2 separate regions of the Mus musculus genome follow, and region 2 is linked to region 1. The links are chromatin contacts, called in public Hi-C maps. All regions are on one chromosome and are shown on one strand. The core of a region is the stretch at or near the end of the contact, and the rest is flanking DNA. Distances in the headings are between cores, read along the strand shown. Region 1 holds the start of Hmox2 (heme oxygenase 2). Region 2 overlaps Tfap4 (transcription factor AP4).

Evidence for each region. A called contact is a pair of places that touch in the nucleus more often than the background predicts.
Region 2: a contact with region 1 is called in a Hi-C map of the G1E-ER4 cell line, with 2.9 times the contacts expected there. The contact joins the enhancer-like site here to the promoter of Hmox2 in region 1. A contact is called at or near these places in 8 of 39 promoter capture datasets (the 3T3-L1 cell line, 3T3-L1-derived adipocytes, cranial neural crest and 5 more), 2 of 484 Hi-C or Micro-C datasets (CD4 T cells and the G1E-ER4 cell line), 5 of 115 datasets of contacts at active chromatin or transcription factors (the SCID.adh cell line, embryonic stem cells, epiblast stem cells and 1 more) and 3 of 9 other capture datasets (adipose tissue, liver and pancreatic islet).

Annotation. Positions count from the first base shown.
Region 1 is chr16:4,724,741-4,728,358 of GRCm38.p6, reverse strand. Hmox2 (heme oxygenase 2) reads right to left here and starts at 1,998. Exons shown (of 6, transcript NM_001136066.2): 1 at 1,888-1,998.
Region 2 is chr16:4,547,194-4,551,248 of GRCm38.p6, reverse strand. It overlaps Tfap4 (transcription factor AP4), which reads left to right. Exons shown (of 7, transcript NM_031182.2): 4 at 1-19; 5 at 1,778-1,918; 6 at 3,839-3,994. Among named protein-coding and RNA genes, the nearest start is that of Tfap4, 10 kb to the left of the region's middle. Within about 2 kb of position 1,763, at least 10 of the 459 cell types and tissues checked have an H3K27ac peak or open chromatin away from gene starts, as enhancers often do. A contact at or near this core is called in the G1E-ER4 cell line, where this site is marked.

The sequences.
Region 1 (3,618 bases), core at 749-3,248:
GGTAGGCCCAACTATCCAAGTCTGCCAAGTTTCAACACATCTGACTAAGTTAAAGACAATTAACATTTGACCTCTGTAGCTCAGTGGCTTTAGCAATTGTAGAGCACTCATATTCCTATATCTAGTGACTCAACGTCTCAACTGACTGCCACAAGCAAAGAAAGAAAGGAACTCAAGTCAAACCAGGGGCCTTGCAGGATTTCCTCTTCAGGTCCCCAGTGAGATCAGGCCATTCAGTAAGCATGCAACTTTCCAAGGCTCACAGATCCTCACACCCTAATCAGTGTTTTGGCTGAGGGACTTTATCAGCAAATGTTTACCAATTTTTATCAAGTGAATTTATAAATATCCTACTGAACTGGGAACTCCTAGCAAACAGATTATGTCTTGTGATGTTTCTGGGAAAAAAAGAAAAAACTGAATACTTTTTACTCTTCAAAGAAACTAAAAACATTGACAAAACAGCATGATGTACCCACCTTAATCCCAGCACAGAGGAGGCAGAGGCAGTGGGATCTCTGTGAGTTGAGGCCTGTCTATAGAGAAAGTTTAAAGACAGGACTAAATAATTTTGAGAGAGCCTGACTCAAAGGGGGGAAAAAAAGATTTAGGCTGGGCACTATAGTGCAAGCTCATCATAATCCTAACAGTTAGGAGCCTGAGGATCTCAAATTCAGTTAGTGCACACTACATGGCAAGATTTCCTTCTCAAAACACAAAACACTGGGTAGGGTTGTGGGCTCAGTAGTAAAATACATGCTCATCTTGTTCAAACTGCACCGCCAAAAAAAACTTTCTTAATAATTATGTATTAAATGACATTTATAATAACTATTATAAACTGAAGCACTATACCAGAAATAGGAACGCACAAAACCTTCTACATGACTAGACTGTTTAAGGCCAGTATGACCACTTAAACAAAACCATTTCTAATCTCTAATCCACTTCTGAAAAAATCACAGGATGTCTATGCATAACTAAGATCTTCAGTGCTGTTATCTCGCCTGTGGAATGTTCGTGGATTTACTTCACGAGTCTCTTAATATTCTCACTTTATAGGTAGTAAAACACTCAAGGATTTAGAAAGGACTGGAGAGCAAGCGCTCTCCCTCAACTGGACAGTATATGATATTTCTGTCTTTCGGGAACACTCCCTTCTCTAGTTGAGTTTGCGGTGCCCACAATTGAACACAGGCCACAACTGGTCCTTCAGAACCAATTTAAACGGCATGACACAAGACAGTCCTTGTGCAAGCAGTGTGCAAGGCGGTCCAGGCAGTTCTTACAGAGCAATTAAGTCACCTGGAGCTCTGTGCTTTGGTGGTGACAGGTGACCTCCTGGGCCAGACCAACCGGCTACATCTACGACTGAGTCCTCCCAGTCTTGCACTCAGAACCACAGGTCACTCATCAAGTCCCCACAGGGATTCTAAGGGATCTTGCCACCGAGGGGAGCCACTGAAGGCTGGCCAACAAGGCCGCCACGCCCCGGGCTCCTCCGGGACCTCAGGTAGGCTCATGTGCTGCGCTGCTGCACTAACTTCGACCCCGGAGTCACCTCAAGAGCATTCGTGACGCTGGGAGGGGCTATGCCCCACGGGAACACCAGAGGACTCTTGGGGATGGAGCTCAAAGCCGTCTAGAGCGCGACGTCCGCGGTTTCGGGCTCATTTGACGCTCAAGGCCCGCTCGGTGGCCCCTCTCCGACCCCCAGTCTCCCGCTCGCTCGCTCGCCCGCCTCAGCCCGCTTCCGGCCACCCCCCGCCCGACGTCCCCTCAGGCTGAGGACGAGTCGCGGGGGGACAGCGGAGCAGAGCTTCGAAGAAGGCCGCCGCCATGCAAGGACCCGGGAGGGGAGGACGGGGCACAGAGCGGACCACTCACCGTCAGTGGCTCCGCAGGTCAGTCAGTCTCCGCGTCTGCGACTCTCTCTGTACCTTCGCAGCCGAGAGGGCGAGCGCCAGGACGGTAGGACGTGCGCACGCAGCGAGGGGCGGAGTCACCAGGCCACGCCCCCAGGCGCACGGCAGCTAGCGGGAGGCTCTTGGGCGAGCCGACACTGCCTTCTGAGAAAGCTTCGGGAGTGGGGAGTAGTAATGTTAACCGGAGAGGAAGGAAGCGTGTCAGCCAAAGCCAACTGCTTGTTGATCGAGAGTGGGGGCTCAAGCCTGGAATCCCAGCACTCGGTGGGGGACAGGGGTGGGGTTGAGGCTGGAGAATTCAAGAGCAACCTGGAGAATTCAAGAGCAACCTGGGCTACAGTGTGAGCATTTGTCAGTGCTCAAACAAAAACACAAAAGGGTTGGGAATGTAACTTGTTGGGGAAGAATTAATAGATTCTTTTTGGGGGGGCGGGGTGTTTCGAGACAGGGTTTCTCTGTATAGCCCTGGCTGTCCTGGAACTCACTCTGTAGACCAGGCTGGCCTCGAACTTAGAAATTCGCCTGCCTCTGCCTCCCAAGTGCTGGGGTTATTAAATGCATGCACCACCACTCACTGCCCAGCACTTAATTACTTTTTTAACTATTAAAGTTTTGGTTTGGTTTTGTGCTGGAGATGGAATTCTAGATTTTGAGTAAGCTCTCTTACTGAGTTATGCTGAGGGACATTTCTGTGCACTCTGTATTCTGTCTGATTCCTGTACCCAGAGGTCCAGCTCCAGTCTCGACTTTAGTATGACTCAGTATTTTATAAAATATTATTCTCTATCACCTCCTGATTGGTTAAATAAAGAGCTTAATAGCCTATGGCTGGGCAGGAGAGGATATGGCAGGACTTCTGAGGCCAGAGACAGAGAGAGCATCTCAGGTGGGAGAGAAGGGAGACAGGAATCCGAACAGGAATGAAGGAGGAGGAGCCAGAGCAAGCCTGAGAAGGCAGGAAAGGTCCACATGGCTGGGAAGTAGGCCAGCATACTTGGTTAGAATAGCTTAGAGTCTGCCTGGCTCTGCGCCTCACCTTTATAATAAATATAAAGGTCTCCGTGTCATTAAGCAAGGAGGACATAGAAAAGTTCCTTACTTTTGCAGAGTTATGTCTCCCCAACCCAACAAATGTTCTCTTTCTACCTCTCTATTATTCAGGTGCACGATGCACCCACAAGCTAGGAAGATTTCCACACTAGAAGCTTTAACCAAATTTGCAGAATCTTTTCCTACTCAACACTATTCACAAAAAAAACAACAAGTTCTGGAAGCAGCCTAGATAATCTAATTGATGACCAAAGTATGAAGGCAGTTTCTGCATGAGCAGGACCAGGGTGTTGGATTTTATTGGGACAGAGTTACAAGAAAGTAGTTTATGTAAGCTCTCCTCAGAGCCTTCTTTTCTGTGTTGTTGTTGTTGTTGTTGTTGTTGTTGTTGAAAGAGGACACACTACTAGGGATTGAATCCAGGATCTCCAGCATGCTAGACAAGAACTCTCCACTGTGCTATATTATCAGAGCTTTTCATGGTGAACATTTCCAAAAACCAGAGTACCACCTCTTTTCTTACCTAATTTATTCATTGCTAGATCTGTCCTGGCACCAATGGGTGTCCTAATATCATAACGATTTAAGGTCCTTCAGTCCCTATGGCTTCCTTTTGTTTTGTTTTTCTAGACAGGATCTCAAT
Region 2 (4,055 bases), core at 514-3,013, 180 kb after region 1:
GATGATGCTGGAAGAGCAGGTGAAGCAGTGCCCTCTGCTGGCCAGTGTGATGCCCAGAGTCAGAGGATGGATTCTGTGGTCTGTTCCTCCCTTTAGCAAGTATTTACAAGAGTGTCTGTTCCATGAGATGGCCTAGGGTTAAGAACACGTGTTGCTCTTGCAGAGGATCTGAATGCAGTTGACTTTCCAGCACCCACATGGTTGCAGACAGCCACACACAGCCCCAGTTTCAGGGACTCTGACGCCATCTTCCGCTTCTGACTTCTACAGTCACCCAATGGTGTGGATTCATACAGGGAGAACCCTCAAATGTACAGACACGCAGATGCAGACACAGACAGACAGACAGACAGACAGATACACACACACAGTACCTGCTCTATACTAGGCCTAAGAGTAGGTGCTCTGCTCTCCAGTTTGTGTAGGACTAAGAGGGATTAGTCAACAGTTCATTTGCTCGCTCTTTCTTTCTTTCTTTCTTTCTTTCTTTCTTTCTTTCTTTCTTTCTTTCTTTCTTTCTCTCTCTCTCTCCCTTCCTTCCTTCCTTTCTCTTTTTCTTTCTTTCTTCCTTTCTTTCCTTCTTTCTCTCTCTCTCTCTTTTTTTTTTTTTTTTTGGTTTTTCAAGACAGGGTTTCTCTGTGTAGCCCTGGCTGTCCTGGAACTCACTCTGTAGACTTGGCTGGCCTCGAACTCAGAAATCCGCCTGCCTTCTGCCTCCCAAGTGCTGGGATTAAAGGCGTGCGCCACCACCCCTGGCGCTTGCTTGCTTGCTTGCTTGCTTTCTTTCTTTCTCTCTTTCTCTCTCTCTCTTTCTCTTTCTCTCTTTTTCTTCCTCTCTCTCTCTCTCTTTCTTCTTTCTTTCTTTTTTTTTTTTTTTTTTTTTTTTTTTAAAGATTTATTTATTATATGTAAGTACACTGTAGCTGTCTTCAGACACTCCAGAAGAGGGCATCAGATCTTGTTACAGATGGTTGTGAGCCACCATGTGGTTGCTGGGATTTGAACTCCGTACCTTCGGAAGAGCAGTCGGGTGCTCTTACCCACTGAGCCATCTCACCAGCCCCTCTTTCTTTCTTTCTCTCTCTCTTTTTCTCTCTTTCTTTTTCTTCCTCTCTCTCTCTTTCTTCTTCCTTCCTTCCTTCCTTCCTTCCTTTCTTTCTTTCTTTCTCTCAAGAGTGGATTTCTCTATGTAGCCTTGGCTGTCATAGAACTTGCTTTATAGACCAGGCTGGCCTCAGAGTCAAGAGATCTGCCTGCCTCTGCCTCCTGAGTGCTGGGATGAGAGGCATGTGCTAGCACACTTGGCCAACAGTTCTTTATTAAAAACATAAAATACAACCTAGGGCTGGGTTGTTTAGTTCAGTTACAGAGAGCTTAGCATGTAAGTTCTGGGCTCAACTCCAGGTATACAGACACAACACACACATACACACACACACACACACACACACACACACAAATACAAATACAGCTGAAATAAGACTCCATAGGAGCTGTGGCACCAGGAAGGGTTTGACCTGGTTCCCCAGGTTGTTCTTCATGGCTTCTATAAGGAAACCAGCTAGTCAGTCAGAAGGGAAAGGGTTTTTTGTTTTTTTGTATTGGAAACAGTAGAGACAAAAGTTTAGAGGTGAGAAGGGGAGAGCCTTCCGTCTGCCCTGGAGGGGGCGCTCTCTGTCAGGGTTTTCGGTTTAGGATTGCCCTGTGGTGTTAGCGCCACTGGTGGAGCAGGTGTGGCCTTGCCCCACCTCTCAGCGCTGTGCTATCCCACCTGCAGGTGCGCTCCCTCGAGGCCCACATGTACCCGGAAAAACTCAAGGTGATTGCCCAGCAGGTGCAGCTGCAGCAGCAGCAGGAGCAGGTGCGGCTGCTGCACCAGGAGAAGCTAGAGCGGGAACAGCAGCACCTACGGACCCAGGTGAGCGGGGACTCCAGGAGGCAGGGGGGGCCCTCGAGGGCCGTCGCGGGGTTCTCAGAATCTGTAGGTGGGTCTCAGACTATGTAGGTACAAATAGCTGTGCAGGCATGCTGCGTTTTAGCTGTCTGAGAGCATTGGGACATAGGCCACAATCCTCACGGCAGTCCTTTGAAGCCTGAGCTGCTTACTGTTTTATTGCTGTGGAAAATAAGGTAGAGAAAGGTGAAGTAATTCTCTGGAGCAGGAATTTGAACCCTCTCTGCCTTAATCCAGGATCTATGCTCCCCTCCTCCTCCTCCTATTCATCTTCCTCTTCTTTTTTTTTTTTTCAACTTCCTCTTCTTCTTTCTTCTCTTCTTCTTTTTTGTTTTTCTTTTTGGTGGTGCTGACTGAGCCCAGGGCATGTCTGGCAAGCATTCTGCCACTGAGTACATCCCAGGCTCACACATTCTGCCACTGAGTACATCCCAGGCTCACACATTCTAACACTGAGTACATCCCAGGCTCACACATTCTAACACTGAGTACATCCCAGGCTCATACTCTGCACTATTTTCTGTTTTTTGTTTTGTTTTGTTTTTTTTGTTTTTGTTATTGTTGTTTGTTTGTTTTTTGTTTTTGAGTCAGATCTCACTATTTAGACCAGTCTACTACCCTTGAACTCACAGAGCTCTGTCAGCTGCCTCCAGAGTGCTGGGGTTAACGGTGTGTGCCACCATCATGCCCAGCCAGAGTCTCTACTCTTGAACAGTCATTTATCAGGTCTTAATGTGCTTCTTGAGCCACAAGCAAAAGGGCCAGAGGATTGGGGGGTGGGGGTGGTATGGAAGCCGCTCACTGCCCTTCCCTTCATTCCTAGTGTTGGAGGGGTTGGTGGGGTTGTGACTCGCTTGGTTCTTTCTACTTGTCAGCGTTTTATAAGTGTAACAAGCACCTGAAGCAGCCAGGTTATAAAGAGAGAAGGGGAATTTGGCTCAAATTTCAAAGACTTCAGATTGTGCATGATTGGTGAAGTGATAGATCATGGCAGGAACAAAATTACTCACTTCATGACTTAGAAACTAAAGAGAGAAAAAGACAAAAGCTGGGTTCTTACTGATCTCTTGGAAAATGTGCCAGCCCACTGACCTAAAGGACTTCTACCTGGCCCCATTATTATAATTACAATAATAATCATTATTATTGGTTTTCTTTTTTGAGTCAGGGTTTTTTTTTTGTTGTTGTTGTTTTTTGTATTTTCGAGACAGGGTTTCTCTGTGTAGCCCTGGCTGCCCTGGAACTCACTTTGTAGACCAGGCTGGCCTCGAACTCAGAAATCCAGCTGCCTCTGCCTCCCAAGTGCTGGGATTAAAGGCATGTGCCACCATGACCGGCTTTTTATAAATGTGTCTTTTTTTTTTTTGTATTTTTTTTGTCTTAAGAGAGGGCCTTGTGGGCTGGAAAGATGACTCAGCGGTTAAGAGCACTGACTACTCTTCCAGGGGTCCTGAGTTCAATTTTCAGCAACCACATGATGGCTCACGACCATCTGTAATAGGAATCCGATGCCCTTTTTTGGTGTGCCTGAAGACAGAGTGTGCTCACATTCATTAAATAAATAAATAAATAAATATATAAATAAATCTACTTTTTAAACAAAGGGTACACAGAGACATACAAGCAGCACACATACCCACGAGGGCCTTGCCATGTATCCCATGTGGGCCTTGAGCTTGTCTTCCTCCTGTCCAACCTTCTGACAGCCATGATGAGAGCTATGTACCACTAGCCTCAGCACAGGTTTCTGTCTTCTAATACTGCCATACTGGAGACCAAGCCTTTGTTACATGGACTTGGGGGTGGGCATTTAAGATCTAAGCCAGCAGATACCCTGTGAGTAAGGAAATTTGGTGGGCTAGAAACAGGACTTCTGTTTTGCAGCTCCTGCCTCCTCCAGCCCCCACCCACCACCCCACAGTGATCGTGCCTGCACCAGCCCCGCCTTCCTCCCACCACATCAATGTTGTCACCATGGGTCCCTCCTCAGTCATCAACTCTGTCTCTACATCCCGGCAAAATCTGGACACCATTGTGCAGGTGTGTGGGCTCGGGGAAGGGGCTTGTGGGAACTGACTCTTGAGGACATGTTCTTTCTTGG